Regions from separate parts of the Mus musculus genome. Here all the other regions are linked to region 1. Evidence: chromatin contacts called from public HiChIP or PLAC-seq and promoter capture Hi-C data. All regions are on one chromosome and are shown on one strand. The core of a region is the stretch at or near the end of the contact, and the rest is flanking DNA. Distances in the headings are between cores, read along the strand shown. Region 1 holds the start of Slc48a1 (solute carrier family 48 (heme transporter), member 1). Region 2 has its middle 9.6 kb from the start of Gm33205. Region 3 holds the start of Arf3 (ADP-ribosylation factor 3). Region 4 holds the start of Adcy6 (adenylate cyclase 6). Region 5 holds the start of Amigo2 (adhesion molecule with Ig like domain 2). Region 6 holds the start of Cacnb3 (calcium channel, voltage-dependent, beta 3 subunit).

Region 1 (2,700 bases), core at 159-2,658:
GGCGGGCGACCCCTGGTGGAAGGGTAGGGTCCTAGGCTCATCCTCAGACTCTCATCTACCTAGCTGATCCTAGGCGGGCCTGGAAATGCGTCTTTATCAGAGTCAGCTACAATTTCCGAGACAGGGTTTCTCTGTGTAGCCCTGGCTGTCCTGGAACTCGCTCTGTAGGCCAAGCTGGCCTCGAACTCAGAAATCCGCCCTTCTCTGCCTCCCAAATGCGGGGATTAAAGGCATTTGGCACCACTGCCTGGCCAACGATCACTTTTTAATTTAATAAACTAAAATGGTGGCAAACGTGTGGAGCAATCTTGTGCTGTGTGTATAACTTTTGGGAAGGAAACCCACTGCTTCGAAATATGGATAGAAAGATTTTTTTCCCCTTATTTTGGTCTTTTGAGACCGGGATTCTCTGTGTAGCCCTGGCTGACCCCTGTAGACCAGGCTAGGCTCCAACTCACCAAGATCCACCTGCTTCTGCCTAGTGAGTGCTGGGATTAATGGTGAGCACCACCACCACCTGGCTGGTAAAAAGAATGAATATGTTAATTGTTGTTATATTATTTTAGATTTTTTTTCAAGTTTTATTTTACTTATTTAATTTCGGGCAAGTTGGGGAATCAAACTAGCTCCCCAGATCTGTTTTCTTGCCTCGGCCACTTCCCAATTGCCAGGATTCCACGTGTGGGCCATCATGTGCAGTTTTATGGGTTTTCCTTGTTTGTTTTGGTTTGTGACTTTTGTGACTGGGTCTAGCTTCCCTCGAACTCAAAGAAATCTGCTTCCCTCTGCCTCCACCTCTACCAGTGTAAAGGCATGCACCACCACAGCTGGCTAGTTTCTATAGCCTTAACTTGTCCTTTTAATGAGTTTGAACTTCCCATTCAAAATTTAATCCCAGAACTCAGGAGGTAGAGGCAGAAGGGTCTCTATGAGTTCCAAGCCAACCTGGCCTACATAGGGAATTCCAAGACCGACAAGACTACGTGGAGACACCACGTCTCAAAAAAAAATTCAAAAGTATTTTAAAAATTAAAAAGTGCTCATTGGGGCTGGAGAGGTGGCTCAGCGGATAAGAGCACTGACTGCTCTTCCAAAGGTCCTGAGTTCAAACCCAGCAATCACATGGTGGCTCACAACCATCTGTAACGGGATCGGATGCCCTCTTCTGGTGTGTGTCTGAAGACAGCTACAGTGTGCTCACATATACAAAATATTTTTAAATGATCATTGTAGCCGGCTCCGGTAAAGACGGTATTTCTAGGCCAGCCAAGGCTAGATAGGTGGCGTTCTGGGGATGAGGCCAGGACCCTGCCCTTCCACCAGGGGTCGCCGGCCTTTGCCAAGCGGCGGTGTCGGGAGCGGCCTCCGGCCGGGGAGGGCGCTGTGCCGTTGGCACCGGGGGCGGGCTGGGGGCGGAGCGCCGGGCGGCAGCGGCTCTGGCTCGGGCTCGGGCTGGGGCTGGGGCTTGGGCTCCAGCTCGGGCCCTGCACCTGTGACTCGGCGGCGTTGCTCCTCCGCTGCCCCATGGCCCCGTCCCGGCTGCAGCTCGGCCTCCGCGCCGCCTACTCCGGCTTCAGCTCGGTAGCCGGCTTCTCCATCTTCTTCGTCTGGACGGTGGTCTACCGACAACCGGGGACTGCGGCGATGGGGGGTCTCGCAGGTATCCCCGGGGGACGCGGGGTGATCGGGGCGGGCTGCGCGCGGCGGCTGCGGTGGCGCTGCCCGGGGGTGGGAGCGTTGTTTACTCCAGAGAGACTGGAGACAGCGCAGGCCCGGGTTCCTGGGCAGTGCCCGGGCCTCTGGGACCTGGCGCCTTATGAACGTGGCGGGACCTAGGGTGCCCACAGCCCGCCCCTGTGGTTCGCACAGCTCTGCGGCTCCAGGGCTGTTGCGTCCCCCGCACCCTGTGAATCTACCCTCCACCCCGTGTCCACTAGAGCGTCCTCTGCGCGCCCATCTCCTGGCCACCCTCGCTCCCTCAACACGCACACTGTGCGGGATTACCGCATCTCTTATAATAAGTGGGGTTCGTGGGGAAACCCATCAGCCAGCCCCCTTCCAGCCCCAGAGGCCCTCTGCCGAGACCAGGACTGTACTGTGGACCCGGTGTCACTGGACATTCCCTTTACACCTGTGTCCATCTGCTCTGGTCGGAACCAGTGGGAATCTGCTAATCCCTGAGGGACGAGGAGGTGGCGAAGGCCCAGCCGTGCTCTCTAATGTGTAATTTTGGGTCACGCCGTTTAGCCTCTCTTGTGTGAAGGCCAAATATATTATTTACACGTATTATCATCATTTAATATTTTTTTGCTGGGCTAAACAAATCTACTCTCCTTATGTCATCTAATCCTAATAGTAGTCCTCTGAAGTAACATTATTTGTGCCCATTTTACAGTTAGAAAAAAATCAATCGAGGCTTACGGTAAATAAATAATGTGTCCAGGGTTTCAACAGCCACACGATGTGCCCCCAAGATGGCTCAGCCTTAGCCTGGCCGACCCGATTTCCATCCCTAGAACTCAGAAGGATTCAGGTTGGCATGCTAAAGGCATTAAAAGCCCTATGGAGGAAACTAACCCAACAGTACGACAGCCACATGAAGTAATATGTATGGCGAAAGTATGTGTAAGGAAAACGTTTTAAGATACAACATTTATTCCATGGCTAAAATCCTTGGCCAAAGATCTAAAAATGGAGTAA
Region 2 (2,736 bases), core at 16-2,515, 570 kb before region 1:
CTTAAATGGCATCTTTCCACTGCAGAGACTTGCTGACTACACTTTCAACAAAATGGGAAGAACAGAAGAGTTTGAGCAAAGAAAAAAAAAATACAATACAATCTGATGTATGTTAATAGGATGATTCTAGATACAGTAATACATGCATAGATTTTATGGTTAAAAACAGGTAAGCAAGAAAGAGATTGGGTCAAATGATACACCCAGAAGAGTAAGGCAGTCTTTCCCCTCCACACCCCTTAGCATCAGGAGATAAATTCTACCACCACCCCAATGGATGATAAAACATATATAGTAGAATTTTTCTTCAACATATATTTGTAATAAAGCTTAATTTGATAATTAGACATAGTGTAAAGTCACCAACAATGATAAAATAAAAATGATAACGGTATACTGTAATAAAAGCTATGGGAAAGTTCTCTTGAAATGTCTCACAATGCTATATCCTACCTTATCAATGGTCACTTCTGGAATTTTCCACACATATTTTCAGAATGTGACTAACTGCAGTAAACTGAAACCATCACAAAGAAAAATTACCAAGAGGAGGAAATTCTCCTTGGAAACCGAGGTTGGGGTTAATAAGAATGTTATAGAACATTTGTGAAAACACGAGGGTAGACAACTTAGGCTGGGGAGTAAAAGGGTTTTCTGCCCGGTCTAGATAACCACGCTGGCCAGGCAAGGGGAAGGACAGAGCTCTGAGAGAAACAGGATTCTGCAGGCTGGCTGGCTTCAACTTCCGCAGAACCCGAGGAACCCCACCCCCACCCCCACCCCTACCCCCACCCCCACCCCCACCCCGAATGGCACTGCTGCAGTTCACAGACACTTGCTTCTAAAGCAACAGACTATTGCTGAGCACTGTGGGTAAGGTCGGCTTCTAAATAAAGGTTTCCACCTACTCCAGGAAGAAGACTTCCCCAGACTTCCCTGCAGACCCAAAGCTTAAATACAAAGTAACCAAGGAAAACAGCTATTTCTTAGTAGCTGTGATAGCTCCCACCATGGCGAAACCTCAAACTGACTCGTGAAGAAAGAGTACAGAGTAAGTAATGGTTAAGAAGACTCTACCAGGGTCCAAGACCAGCAACAGCTACAAGGTCCACAGTAGCAACCGCAGCCATGGCTAACTGCCCACAGACAGTCAACAAGCAAACTGAAGATAAAAATCGGGCTTTAAGCATAACCCTGACCCTAGCTGAATGAGCATCAGTGAACAGCCCGCAACCGTCCCCCGGCTTGGGTGGAGAAAGACTCACTGAGTGTGGGACTTCCCCATGGGCTTGGCTTGCGATGTGCTCAGAGAATTAGCCAATCTCAGTAGGAACAGCCTCAGTCTTGGTCCAGTTTCTGCCATAGGTCCTGAAGAAAGCCCTAGTTAGATAGTTTCCTTCCTTTGGGCCCGTTCTGGAGCTTAGCTTTCTTTCAGGAATATTTAAGTCCTTCTCCATGTTTTCTCTCTGTAACAAAACTCTTTCCAGCTGACCTTTCTTGTTGTCTTTGAATTCCATTCTTTCATTGTCTCAGTGGAAGTTCTGTGTGACCCTGGTCACATGGCACCCTAAATTCTGAGATGAAAATGTCCCCCTCTCACTTAAAGACTCCCCTTCTCCACAGACCAGTTTAATGTCTTCTTCACACATGTCTGTCAGTGTGATGACAACTCAGTCAATCACGGAGATTCAGACACTTTGAAAATGAAGGCACTATTATTAATTAGGTCAGGAAATCAAGTCAGCCCTATACAAACCTGTGATCTGTCACTCTCTCTGTTATTAACTACTGTGACTGGCCACATGCTAGTCACTGCACTAGACCACAGAGGATTTTTTTAAAGATATATGTTTTATTTATTTTTTTATATGTATGTGTCTTAGCCAGGGTTTCTATTCCTGCACAAAACATCATGACCAAGAAGCAAGTTGGGGAGGAAAGGGTTTATTCAGTTTACACTTTCACATTGCTGTTCATCACCAAAGGAAGCCAGGACTGGAACTCAAGCAGGTCAGGAAGCAGAAGCTGATGCAGAGGCCATGGAGGGATGTTACTTACCGGCTTGCTTCTTTGGGCTTGCTCAGCTTGTTTTCTTATAGAACCCAAGACTACCAGCCCAGAGATGGTACCACCCATAAGAGGCCCTCCCCCCTTGATCACTAATTGAGAAAATGCCTTACAGCTGGATCTCATGGGAGCATTTCCTCAAGGGAGGCTCCTTTCTCTGTGATAACCCCAGCTTGTGTCAAGTTGACACACAAAACCAGTCAGTATCGTATGGGTGTTTTGTCTACATGTATGTACCAAGGGCATGTCTGGTACCCAGCTAAGCCAGATGGAAGAATCAGACATCTAGAAACTGAAATTATAAATAATCGTGAGCCCCCATGTGAGTGCTTGATCAGACCTGGGTTGTCTGGAAGAGCAGCTGGTGTGCTTTCTCCTGAGCCATCTCTCCAGCCCCGTGGAACACAGAGCCTTGACTGGGGATCAGAAGGGTCCGTGATACCCAGTGAGGATGACAACTCATGCTACGGAGTCCATATTGTGGAGGATAACAATGATAACAGGACGAGCGGCCTCTTTGCATTCACAGGCTTTTAACAAGGAAAACCTTTCCGAATTAAAGCGGTCCTAGCAGCCGCCTGGCTTCAAATCGAGTGACATCTTCTAGGCAATCTTTTCTGCTCTTCTCAACTTATCTCGGTTAATTAACACACCACTCACTGATAAGCA
Region 3 (2,728 bases), core at 176-2,675, 980 kb after region 1:
GCGCAGGTCCAACATGCCAAAGGCCAACCCAATGGCCACTGCAGCACACAGTGGGGATACTATCCCCAAACAGGTCTAAGACAAAATGGCAGCAAAGACAGTTCCCTATCCCCCTGCCTGGGGTCACAGATGGAGGTATGCAGAGACTAGATTCTATCCTGTTGCAATGACTCAAGCAATCAGACTCCTGCAGCAGATCTCCTCCCAATAAAACTTTCATGCCATGGACCCAAGGGTGACCCAATGCAACAGTGGCAGAGACGGGTTTTACATTACCCGTCTCCCTAATGACCTCACTATTTTCTTCTTAGTCCTGACCACATACATAACCCTCCACTACATTCTTCCTGGCCCAGAGACCCTCTCCCCCCCCCCCAAAAAAAAAAACAAGTCTCTCCAAAGAGTTACGACTTAACTAAAGGACCCTGAGGTTTTAACAGGGAACTTCACCTCCCCACCTCCCCCTCCTTCCTTCAAAAAGGACTGGCATGCTAAGCAAAGGCTTCATTTTCTGTTCCGGGAATCCTGGTACTTCCTAGAGAAAGAAAGCGGATTGGAAGACACAAACTCAGGGCCAGTGACAAGCTGCTCCCTCCTTCGGTGACACCGCCCCCGCTCCGCCTGGGGGAGGAAGGCCCCACCTCTCTCCTCCGAGCTAGCTCAGGTCCCCCTCCCCCGTCTCCAGCCTCCTCTCCACCCTCTCCCCACCTGCTGCCCTCTTCCCAACACCCCAGAGCAGAGCGCCACCTCCGTGAGGACCGTGCGCAGCCAGCCGAGCCCCACCAGTAGGCCCTGATACTAAGCCCCGGCCCCCCACGCCTCGCGCTGGGTGAGGGAGGAGAATAACCACGGCACGGCACGGCTTTTCTTTGGTTCCCCCACAGCTCGGGCGGGGGAGGGAGAGAGAAAAGGCAGCGTTCCTCGCAGCCCTTTAAACCCAAGGAAAAGAGAGCCAAACAGCCACACCGCCCCCGCGTCCCCCTCCCACAGGTCAGCCTGCCTCCCCCTCGTCCCCAACCCTCCCAAGCTCACCTCTGCAGCCCAGGTCGCACCCTCGGGGGAGGCGGAGGACAAATCCGTGTGCGCCCCCCGCCCCCACCCCAGCTCGGCGTCCTTCGGCTGCGGGGACAGGAGTGGGGCTGGGGTCCCCAAGCTCAGCGAGGATCACCCCCCACACCAGCACCTCGCCCAGACGGTGCGAGCCGGACCGCGGCCGGGGGCCTCGGGCTCCCACCCGGACCCAGCCTCTTCCCTGCCCGGACCCGCCTTCCCTCCCCAGCTCCGAACCTGTTCCTGCTCCCTGCGCCGCGGCTGCCACCGCCGCCTCCGCCCCCGCAGGTTCCGCCCGGCTCTCCGGCCGCTGCCTCCCGCTCCGCAAGCCGACCCGACCGCGGTGAAGATGGTCCGCTGGCCCGCTCCCCGGCTCCCTCCTGCCCGCCCTCCACCTAGCACCGGAAGCCGCGACGGCGACAGGAGCTGTGCGGCGAACACCCACCCCCAGCCCGGGCTACTTCCCACCTCCACGATCGCGCGAGAAGTGCGCGGTAGCGAGCGGCAGTTCTCGCGAGACCCATCACCATGGCAGCGGCTGCAGCAAAAGCAGCCGGTGCTGAAGCTGAGCCTAGGCGGGGGCCTGTGTGGGGGCTGGAGGATCGGAAGGCACGGCGTGTAGAGGGGGCTGTGGGCACTGAGGTGAGGCTCCCGAGCAGAGCGAGCTCCGGGACCTTGCCACATCCTGGCTGCGCTGGCCACAGGGCTCGGACCAGGGAGTCTCCGGGGTTTCTTAAGCAGAGCCCATGTGGAGCATGGAGGATGAAAACGGTTGCTGTATCCTGCTCTAGTCCAGTCTTATTCCAAATAAACAGCGCATCACTCGCACCCCACCTGCTAATCCGCTCTGCTCCCTAGTTCCTAAGGATGCTTTCTCTGAGATCCTTTCCCATAAAGGAAGAGGAGAAAGAACGATGCATTCCAGATACTAGAGGAAACATCTGGATGGGGTCGTCTAGGAGGTTGAGGCTGAAAGGCAGAGGGCAGAAACTCAGAGGCGGCTCTCATGAAGTCTCTCTAGATGAGTCTGGATTTTAGTATCCCCAGGAAAGCGCACCCAGGACCCCGCCTTCCTTCCCTGACACTCATCTTTTGACATGATGGAGACACTGCCTGAGACTCTAGCCACAAGCTATGTTAGAATCTGAGCTAGAAGGGTCCTCGCCAGAAACGGGTGCTCTTACCCACTGAGCCATCTCACCAGCCCCCACTGCGTTCTTTAAATGCATCAAGTATAAGAGCTTGGTGCAGCGTTATAACTCTTCTCTCCCTCCAAAACATAGGCTGGGAACAGAATCTATCTCTTGTCACATCTGTCTCTGGTTTATACCTTTATACCAGTTTGTCTTCTCTTGTTTACCTCAAAAATTACAGGACTGGCTGGGGGCGGTGGTGGCACAAGCTTTTAATCCCAGCACTGGAGACTAGGGTGCAGAGGCAGGTGGATGTCTGTGAGTTAAAGGTCAGTCTGATTTACAGAGCAGGCTCCAGAACAGCCAGAGATGGTTAACGAAGAGATGGACAGCAAGGAACTTGCTTATAACGAAGAGAATTATATTTGTCCCCACTCAGGACTCAATGCTGTTGAGAGCCTTTGTTAAGCTCTGGTTTTTGCTCGTTTTTCCCTCCATTTATTAACTCTGTGTGTGTGTGCTTGTATGAGAGATTGCGGGTGCAC
Region 4 (2,834 bases), core at 117-2,616, 820 kb after region 1:
TGCCCTGCGGGGACTCTGCTCCACAACAAACTAGCTATAAAGTTACTGTTAAAAAGGTATGTACTGTTCCAAGCAGGGAAGGGCATGAAGCCCAAGTACCCAGCTCCTCACCCCAGGAGCCCCAAGCAACTTTCTCTTTGTTTTTGAGGCCATGGTGGGCTACAGGCCACAGCTTCTGGCAAGGAGCAGAAAGGCCTTGCTTATGGAAGCTTTGCAAAACTACCTACAGCTGCTTCTTCGTAGGAGTAACAACAGGGCTTGAGTCTCAGAGGTTACCAAGAGGTCAGGGAGACCTGCACATGGCATGTCTACTGACCTAAGCCAAAGAGCTGAAGACTGGCCTGTGGTGACACACTACAGACCTGTTCCTCGTCAATGCTCACTGATACAAGTCCCAAGCAGAGGCTAGCCCGTGAAGCTTGGCCTGATCGATCTAGACATGGCTATATCGATACTGTGTCCCTCCATCAGCAAGTTCTCTTTCCCACCCTCACTCTGTCACACCTACCTGCTTCCAAAGGAAGGGGTCGCTGCTGTTGAGCTGCCAGGCCAAAATCAAATGCAGAGTAGAGAGGCCCAGGCCGCTGAGTACTGCGGCTCGCATGCGAATGGGAAGAAGAGTGTAGGTGATGTAGACGAAGAACACGGGGCACCAAAGGCCCGCCGAGGGGCTGTGTGGATTGGCTGCCAGGGCACCCCCGACTTGCACGGCTGCTAGGATGCCCAGGACCACATAGCTCACCACCCACATGGAGTCCTGGCGGAAGCTGTGTCGGTTACACACCACCATGAGTACCACAAAAAGGACAGAGGCACAGGTCAGCAGGGCCACGTAAGCAGGCTGAGGCTGGGCAGGCGCAGCGTGGAAAGTCAACAGTACAGCCATGAGCAGCACCAGCACCGCCATGAGCAGCGTGAGGCTGCTCTGGTTCATCTGGAAGAAGTACCGCTGGTACAGCCGCTCCAGCTTGGCAGAGCGGAACTGCTTAGACTGGAACACCTGCACAAGCCGGTGCCAGCAGGACGGACCGCTCCGAGGCGATGTATCCGGTGCCACTTCAGCTGTGCCCATCGGTGTGGTCACCTCAGTGTCGTCAAACCCCAAGGCCACTGACCGCAGCCCCAGCTCCACACCCCTGCCCGGGCCCGCCCTCCTGATGAAGGCTTCATCCTGCCAGGGGCACCGAGTGTGAGCTGCAGGAGTGGGGCTGGGTGGCTCCGCATTCTTGAGGCAGCTCATGTAGCGAGGTGCGCAGAAGCCACTGGCTCGATTCGCGTGGCGTGGGCGCTTCTGCCCATTGCGTTCCCCCCAAGCTGTTTTCCGTTCATCCACTTTGGGAACCAGGAGGCCACTAAACCATGACATGCTGCTGGGAGGAGAGACAGGGAATGGTATTAATACCACTGCGTGGCCACAGCCACCATAGTAGCCTGTGACCTGAGCGCTTCCTACAACTCTGGTCTTCATTCCCACCATCTTCCCCCCCTTCTCCCTCTTGCTCCAGCCCTGCTTGCTTGCTTCTCGTTGTGGATGGTTGTGAGCCACCATGTGGTTGCTGGGACTTGAACCCATGACCTCCGGAAGAGCAGTCAGTGCTCTTAACTGAGGAGCCATCTCACCAGTTCCCATTCCCACCGTCTTGATAAAACTGCCCCAGGAGAGGCAGCTGCACCCCCACTCAAAGGTAAGGAACACAGACACATGGAAAAGACCCAGCAACCATATAAGTAAAGGATCTGAGAGCTAAGTTTTTAAGAGCACTCCCCATACTTCTGAAGGACTCTGGTTCAATTCCTAGCACCCACAAAGCAGATCTTACAACTGTTTATGGCTCCAGCTCCAGGGGCTTTGACTTTCTCATGCAAACATGCATGAAAGCAAAACACCAATGCACATAAAAGCATATTTTAAAAAATTGAGCTGGGTGTGGTGGCACACGCCTTTAATCCCAGCACTCGGGAGGCAGAGGCAGGCAGATTTCTGAGTTCGAGGCCAGCCTGGTCTACAAAGTGAGTTGCAGGGCAGCCAGGGCTACACAGAGAAACCCTGTCTCAGAAAAGAAAACAAAACAAAAACAAACTACACACAAGCCTAATACATCTTGTCAACAGAATATGTTCTGCTGTGAACTGTTGATCGTTGACCTCTACACAAAAGGGATTCTTTCCATATCCTTCCTTCCTTCCTTCCCTCCTTCCCCCCTCTCTCTCTCTCTCTCTCTCTCTCACACACACACACACACACACACACACACTCTTCAGCAAACTAAATTCAATTTCTCCCACAGGTCACAGTTTAAACGTTACTTCCTCACGGAAAATTTCCCAGCCCCACCCCTAAGACTACGTTTGGTCCAGTTTAACCTCTGTTCATCTCCTCCACAGTACTTATTGCCATTATAATTAAATCATTTCTCGTTTAACGTACGCCTCCGTCCCGGGGACTACAAGCTTTGTGCATGTAGAAACTATACCTATTTTTGTCAGCACTTCATCTCCAGAGCTATTGGGGCTAACAGTAGGTGCTCAATAAACGTAGGAGCAAACAATAAGGAGGAAAGGAGGGAGGGGAGTGCGGCTCAGTGGTAGAATGCCTGTTTAGAACACACAAGGCGTTGGGTTCCACACTTAGTATCACAAAGAGCTGGGTGGAGAGCCGACAAGGAGAAAGAACATGAATGCTTTAGAGCAGTCCACATGGAATAACTAATAACCCAGCTAATTCTGACAGTCCAGGTCCCGTGTCTTCCTCATCACACCTGTCACACCAGCCTGTCTGCTGTTCCCCAGTATGCCAGGCTCTGCCCAGGCTGGTACCCTGGTACTTGCTGTTC
Region 5 (2,788 bases), core at 38-2,537, 540 kb before region 1:
AGGGAACTGTGTGAGAAAGTTCCCACTCAGATAGAGTTTCTGCAAGTGGGAAAGCCCCCCGAACGCTGCGGGGTCCAGATAGGAAATGTGGTTGTTGTACAGCAGCAGTACTTCCAGAGCCTTCAGCTCTTGGAATGTGGCACTCTTTACCGACTTCAGCCTATTGGATGATAAGTCCAGACACTTTAAATTTGGGGTTGTGGAGAAACTGCCCGTGGAGATGCTGGTGATGTTGTTGTGGCGAAGAATTAAGGTGCTCAGCTTGACAAACGACACCGGGATCCAGTCGGCATCCAACAGTCCGATTCTGTTATAGCTCAGATCCAGTCTTTTAATCAGTCTGAAAAGGTTCCCGGGCACCTTAGATAGGTTTTTGTTGGTGCAGCTGACAATGTCGGTGGCACAGATGCAAGCAGTGGGGCACATTCCTGAGGCGCTGGGGCTCACCATCACTGCGATCACCAACAGACACAGCAGCTCTCTGCAACCCGGTTTGACAGCTCTAGGCAGGGTGGGCAGTGTGTGGAACCTTAACGACATTATGGTCGCCTCTGAGTCTCTTGCCAGTCGCTTCTCATCAGCTCAGTCTCCCACCAATCTGGTAACAACATTTAAAACGGGAGAAAAGTACAAGTTAACTGCCACTAGTTAACCCGTTAGAGTTATTCCGTAATTGCTTTCATTCCAATTAACTTTTGAAATGGGTTCCATCTCCAACAGGGGTGGCTTTTTAATAAAGAACCTGTTATATGCATTTTTCCTAGATTACTCCAACTCAGTGAGATTTCCAGGTACCTTCTCTCAATGCGACAGTCTCAGCATGAGAAACTCAGGCTTTTTTGTGTGTTTTTGTTTCTAAAGGATGCATTCTGCCTTAACTCCCTCCACCGACACACACAAAAACACACAATCGCATCCCATAAACAATTGAACGGAAATACTTAGCCAGCCGTCGGTCTAGCCGACCACTCACAGCGCTGGGAAGCCGCAGCGGCTCGGAGAGGCCGCCGACGGCGGTGCGCTCGGAAGGTCCGCGCGTCCGCCTGCCGGTTTGCGCCCCGCGCGCTCGCACCTTCCCTCCAGCTCCCGGTGGGCGGCAGCCTCTCAACTTTGGCGAGTTTCGAGGCAGCGGCGCGGGCTCCCCGGCTCTCTCGCTCGGCTGCAGGTACCGCCGGAGCTCGGCCGCGCCGGGAGCGGGGTGGGCGGCGGGGGAAGCCGGCCCGCCGGTGGCGCTCGCAGGCTGCAGGGCCCGGGCTCCCGCGCCCGCCGCCCGCCTTTTATCCCGTGCGCCCGGGGTCGGGAGCGGGCGGGAGGCGGGTCCCCGCGTCCTCGCTCCTCGGGCGCCGCGGCGGGCGGAGCAGGGGAGGGGGGGCGCAGCCAATCGCAGAGGCGGCCCCGTGCGGGCTCCGCGCCGCCTCTCGGCCGGGTGGGACCGCAGCGAGGCCTGCGACTCTGCACCCCCAGGCCCCGCGCCCCTCGCCCCGCGCCCGCGGGGGAGCCGCCCAGCCCGGTAGGGAGCCGCCCAGGGTGCCGGGGTGCCGCGCGCCGGAGCCCGCGGGCGGTGGCCCGCAGGTGGCACCCCACCCCGATCTCGGAGCCTGGCTTTAGGGGCTGGGGCGAGGGGCCTGGCGGGCGCTGTGCACCGGGTGCTTGCTGGGGTCCCCGCCCGGGTTTGGAGGAGGAGGAGGAGGACAGGAGCGAGGGCCGCGGCGCGTTCCCTCGGGCACCACCGGGGCTTTGCGGGGGGAGGGGGTGCGGAGGCGCCGCGGGGACGCCCCCCGGTTCCCTGGGAAAGTTCGAGCCCTTTTCCTAACTCGGAGACGGCGGCCCGAGGCACCGGGCCCAGCTCTAGAAGCAAAGGGGCAGGAAAGAAGGCTTCCGGTTGGAATGCACAGATAAGGGCATTAGCCTTTAAAAAAAATAAACAAAAAAAACAAAAACAAAAAAAATCCAGAGTCGCGCTGGCGGCTTCAGGACTAGGATTAATTCGGTAGGGGTGGCTACGCAGAAGGACTTGTCCCCTAGAGGCCCTACAGCCACCAGGGCTCCAGTAGACTGAGCTAGCATTCTCGGAAGGCACAAGCTGAACAAGGCCATGTGAAAATGAGGGAGAGAGCTTGAAGCTGGTGGGCTTTTCGATTACAAATCCATTCTTGTTTAAAGGCTTAAACGATGGGATTTGACTGAGCCAAGTGATCCATTTGGCCGTTGTGTACGGATTAAAAGAAATAAATTACTGTCCCTAAAAAACCATGCTAGCCACAGTAGAAGGGCTTAGGGAGCCAATGAAAGGTAGACAAAATTGGGGAGACAGTGAGGGCAGAGCACATGAATACAACTTTAAAAACCAAAATGATCCCCCCCCCCCCCCACGGCATCCTTAAATTTATCGGAAAACTTCCTGAGTGAGTTTTTGGCATGGATCTGATGGACCTGTGTGTTGCGTTAATGTGGACTGGTTCCGGGAGAGCTCAGCGATTCAGGGTTTTCAAGGGAGGGCAACTTGGTTCCTGTTAGTTTCACTTTCACTAAAGATTGACTTTTAAAACCACAAGCATCCAGCCTAGTGTGCTCCAGGGGTGCATTCTTCATTTCCCCAGAGAAATAGGTTTAAGATTCCTATCAGACCACACGCACACCCCCAACCCCCGGGCTTCCCCCAAGAAAACCTCGGGTTTAAGGCTCAAAGTCACAAAGCTGAGCGGTCACCTGGAAATGGAGTCAGGTAATCAAAGGAATGTTATTTAAATGACCAGTAAGTGACTGGGTTTTGCAGTCCTAAATGGAA
Region 6 (2,968 bases), core at 17-2,516, 850 kb after region 1:
AAAGTTGCCTGCCGGTCCTTCAGTCAGGAGACAGACTAGGGTGTCATTAGATGAGCCCCCCCCCCCATCTTTTTCTTACCGAGGGAACAGGAAGATAAGATATAGGTGGGAAGCCAGTTGGCTTGGGTGGGTGGTCTTCCTCTCCTTTCTACCGCACAGAACCTTCTATAGATCTCTTGAACCCTTCCCAATTGTAACCGGAAGGGTGGGCAAGTGTCCTGAACTTACACCCTCCGGGGTTTCAGGAGCTAGAAGTGGCAAAGGGCTGAGTTGAGAAAGCGAGACACCAAGCACGGCTGGTGTCTGCCTCACATCCTCTTGGGATGCCCAAGCAGGAGGTTAAAATGCAAAAGGAAAATTTTGGTCGGGGGGGGGGGGGGAGGGATGTAAAAAGGGAGCGAGCTCAAATGATGACAGCTTTTAGAAGATCTCTTCAGAGATTGCGACTCTTTCCTCGAATGGCGGGGTGGGGGTGGAGGGCGCTGACTGGTGCTGGATGATTAGAACCAGCATCCTGCACACCGTACGTAATTCTGGTCTTTTGCAAAGCGGTAGGCTTTACCCTTCTTCCTTCCCAACCTCAGCGTCAGGATCGCACCTTTGCTCCACCCTTTAAGCTCACCTAAAACAGCCCCTTTCTGCCCCAGTTCCCGCGGATGCTTTGGCAATGTCTGGCACAATCCTTGGCAGGGAAGTGAAGAAGAGAATCTCCATCCCGGCTTAACTTGGATAAAATCTGCCCGTGCAACAGGTGTGGGGAGGCCTAGCCACCGTCCCCGAACTTCCCCCTTCTTAAGGGTCGGCCCTTTACCGCAGCCCGGAACGGAGAGGGCCGGGCACCTGTTGGGGCAGGAGCTGCTTTCATGGCACGGGTCTGGGAGCTCAAAACCATTTCTCCCTAGTACCACTGCGGGGTTTGCTTTGGGTGTCTCCAGGACTTGCAGAGAGCTGACATTGCCGGATCACCTGAGACCTCTTCCCCATCTGCTGTCCGTCCTCCTTTAGATCTCCATTTTCCTGTCTCCGCGTTCTCCCTGCCTCCAGTCCTCCTCTCTCTCCAGCCATCCTCCCCGCCGCCCGCACCCTCTCGATTCTCCACCGGGCTCGCGTCTGGTTGCGGCGTCTCTCCCCTTCCCCTCCCCCGCGCCAGCCCTTTGTTTCCCGGCGGAGCAGTTCCTGGGTTGCGAGAGTCCCTGTCTCTGCATCTCTCCTCGCCCCGCCTCCTCCCCGCCGGGATCCGCCCCGCCTGCAGCCTCTCCGCCCTTCTTCCCCGCCGCCCCGGCCCCGGAGGTGCCGGGGACCCACCTTCCCGACTCGCGTGCGCCCGGTTCCGCGGCCCCGGCGGGTCCCCCCTGGCTGCCGCGCCCCCGCCGCCCGCGTCTTCCCGGGAGGGGGTCAGGTGGGCGGGCACTATTGTTGTGGGAGCCGGCGGCAGATTCCTCAGCCGCGCTGGCGCGCTCGGGGTGGGACCGGCTGGGCTGGGGGGTGGGGAGGGGAGCGGTGATCTGAGCTGCGAGCAGCTGGTCTTCGCGGCTCGCTCCTTCCTTCGCGCTCGCGCTCTCCGCCGCCGCCGCCCGCAGGGCTGCGCGGCTCGGTGGCATCTCGGGCGCGGCCCGCCGTCCTCGCCCCCGGCGCCGCTCGCTCCCCCCACCCACCCCGGACTCCCCCATGTATGACGACTCCTACGTGCCCGGGTTTGAGGACTCGGAGGCGGTGAGTGCCCGCGGGGGAGGGTGGGGGGTGGGGGTGGGGGAGTTGGGATGACACCTCTCTCTCTTCAACCCTTCCCCCAGTTCTGCACTTTGAAAAACGCCTTGGCAGCGAGCGGGGCAGCGCGCGTAAGCCGGCGGGGGGCTCTCTAGGAAAGTGGGAAGATGGTCTCTCATAGCCAGGTATCCCAGGTACTCCGGTGTGTGCACAGGGACGCTGTAGGGGGAAGGCTCGAGCAGGTGGCCCCAAAGCTCAGGACATAGGAGGCTGAGGAGGGGAGGACAGAAGGCCCCGACACCGAGGTTTTTAGAGCGAACATGGAACATTTGGAGTTCCGTATCCTGGGTTCATGGGGTCTGAACACAACAGGGAAAGCTGAGCTCCGGGGGAGACACTCCGGACTTGTGCCTCAAGTAAATGACAAATTAGGGAGCTGGAAGAACATTAGCGACTCGCGTACCAGCCTCTGCAGACAGGAATTCTAGAACTTGGTCTCTTTTTCCTCTCTGCCCACCCCCCCTGCGCATGGCCTTGACTGCTCTCACTCACCACTGCCTCTAGCTCAGCTTCTTGGAAAGGCCACCAACCACAGGGGTGGGCCATCAGACTGTGTTCAGTCTAGCCCCCTGCAGAGGAGGGCCTGGAGGTGAGGCCAGGGGAGCTCAGGGGCATGGGGATGGGAAGGAAGCTCTTTGCTCCGAGAACCAGGCAACCAATAAATATTTAATTCTTCTCTTTGCTTTTATCTCCTGACCCACTGAGACAAATCAGCTCATTAGACAGTGATTCCCGGAGCTCAGAGAGCAGAAAGACTGCCTGGAAAGATGGGACAAGAGTTGGGGGGGGGGGTCAGTGTCAGAGCCTCATGGAGTCACCAGTCTCCCCTTAGACATCCCACTCGATATGGGAAAGGACCACTAACAGGGCTTGAAAGGGTCCCCTGACAGGATTAAATCGAGCCTTTTATCTCCGGCCCAGGAAAGAGGAGTGGTGAGCCTCAGAGCAGGCATGTGTCAGTCAGTTGATTCTGGGACCAGGCTCCTTCAGGACCCAATTTTCCATGGGGCTCTGGGGCTAATTACGTTGCAAGGGAGAGCAGAGAGGTGGTTCTGAAGGCTCTGGTGGGCACCTCTTTCTGACAGTTGAAGGGACAGTTGGCATAGCCCTGGGAGTCAGAATAAGCTGGAGGAGAGACCTCTCTGCGGGGCTGCAGGGCCCGAGGAGCTACCTTCTCATCCCTGGTGAGAAGCCGGGGCTG

What was found. Promoter capture Hi-C pulls out the DNA fragments that hold promoters and counts their contacts. HiChIP or PLAC-seq counts read pairs in DNA pulled down with a chosen protein or histone mark.
Region 2: a promoter capture Hi-C map of hematopoietic stem and progenitor cells shows a contact between it and region 1, with 4 times the contacts expected there. The contact joins the enhancer-like site here to the promoter of Slc48a1 in region 1. A contact is called at or near these places in 6 of 39 promoter capture datasets (the 3T3-L1 cell line, cranial neural crest, frontonasal cranial neural crest and 3 more), 1 of 484 Hi-C or Micro-C datasets (embryonic fibroblasts), 3 of 115 datasets of contacts at active chromatin or transcription factors (T-cell acute lymphoblastic leukemia, large pre-B cells and memory CD8 T cells) and 1 of 9 other capture datasets (embryonic stem cells).
Region 3: a contact with region 1 is called in a promoter capture Hi-C map of pre-B cells, with 2.1 times the contacts expected there. The contact joins the promoter of Arf3 here to the promoter of Slc48a1 in region 1.
Region 4: a contact with region 1 is called in a promoter capture Hi-C map of the 3T3-L1 cell line, with 6 times the contacts expected there. The contact joins the promoter of Adcy6 here to the promoter of Slc48a1 in region 1. A contact is called at or near these places in 2 of 39 promoter capture datasets (the 3T3-L1 cell line and pre-B cells) and 1 of 115 datasets of contacts at active chromatin or transcription factors (pancreatic cancer cells).
Region 5: a promoter capture Hi-C map of stem cell-derived epiblast-like cells shows a contact between it and region 1, with 4 times the contacts expected there. The contact joins the promoter of Amigo2 here to the promoter of Slc48a1 in region 1. A contact is called at or near these places in 15 of 39 promoter capture datasets (the 3T3-L1 cell line, the C10 cell line, HPC-7-derived erythroid cells and 7 more), 2 of 15 datasets of contacts at CTCF or cohesin (the NIH/3T3 cell line and large pre-B cells), 9 of 484 Hi-C or Micro-C datasets (B cells, the C2C12 cell line, CD4 T cells and 4 more), 9 of 115 datasets of contacts at active chromatin or transcription factors (T-cell acute lymphoblastic leukemia, embryonic stem cells, large pre-B cells and 2 more) and 3 of 9 other capture datasets (adipose tissue, embryonic stem cells and liver).
Region 6: a contact with region 1 is called in a FOXA1 HiChIP or PLAC-seq map of pancreatic cancer cells. The contact joins the promoter of Cacnb3 here to the promoter of Slc48a1 in region 1. A contact is called at or near these places in 1 of 484 Hi-C or Micro-C datasets (embryonic stem cells) and 2 of 115 datasets of contacts at active chromatin or transcription factors (embryonic stem cells and pancreatic cancer cells).

What each region holds. Positions count from the first base shown.
Region 1 is chr15:97,782,957-97,785,656 of GRCm38.p6, forward strand. Slc48a1 (solute carrier family 48 (heme transporter), member 1) reads left to right here and starts at 1,409. Exons shown (of 3, transcript NM_026353.4): 1 at 1,409-1,660. The coding sequence starts at 1,525.
Region 2 is chr15:97,212,031-97,214,766 of GRCm38.p6, forward strand. No RefSeq gene overlaps it. Among named protein-coding and RNA genes, the nearest start is that of Gm33205, 9.6 kb to the left of the region's middle. Within about 2 kb of position 1,266, at least 50 of the 459 cell types and tissues checked have an H3K27ac peak or open chromatin away from gene starts, as enhancers often do. A contact at or near this core is called in hematopoietic stem and progenitor cells, where this site is marked.
Region 3 is chr15:98,761,693-98,764,420 of GRCm38.p6, forward strand. It overlaps Arf3 (ADP-ribosylation factor 3), which reads right to left and starts at 1,426. Exons shown (of 5, transcript NM_007478.3): 1 at 1,288-1,426. LOC115488470 reads right to left here and starts at 354. Exons shown (of 1, transcript XM_030248862.1): 1 at 1-354. The coding sequence starts at 220.
Region 4 is chr15:98,603,366-98,606,199 of GRCm38.p6, forward strand. Adcy6 (adenylate cyclase 6) reads right to left here and starts at 1,367. Exons shown (of 21, transcript NM_001368413.1): 1 at 509-1,367. The coding sequence starts at 1,366.
Region 5 is chr15:97,246,000-97,248,787 of GRCm38.p6, forward strand. It overlaps Amigo2 (adhesion molecule with Ig like domain 2), which reads right to left and starts at 1,288. Exons shown (of 2, transcript NM_001164602.1): 1 at 974-1,288; 2 at 1-598. The coding sequence starts at 540. Pced1b (PC-esterase domain containing 1B) reads left to right here and starts at 1,108. Exons shown (of 6, transcript NM_172293.4): 1 at 1,108-1,165.
Region 6 is chr15:98,633,501-98,636,468 of GRCm38.p6, forward strand. Cacnb3 (calcium channel, voltage-dependent, beta 3 subunit) reads left to right here and starts at 1,267. Exons shown (of 13, transcript NM_007581.3): 1 at 1,267-1,713. The coding sequence starts at 1,669.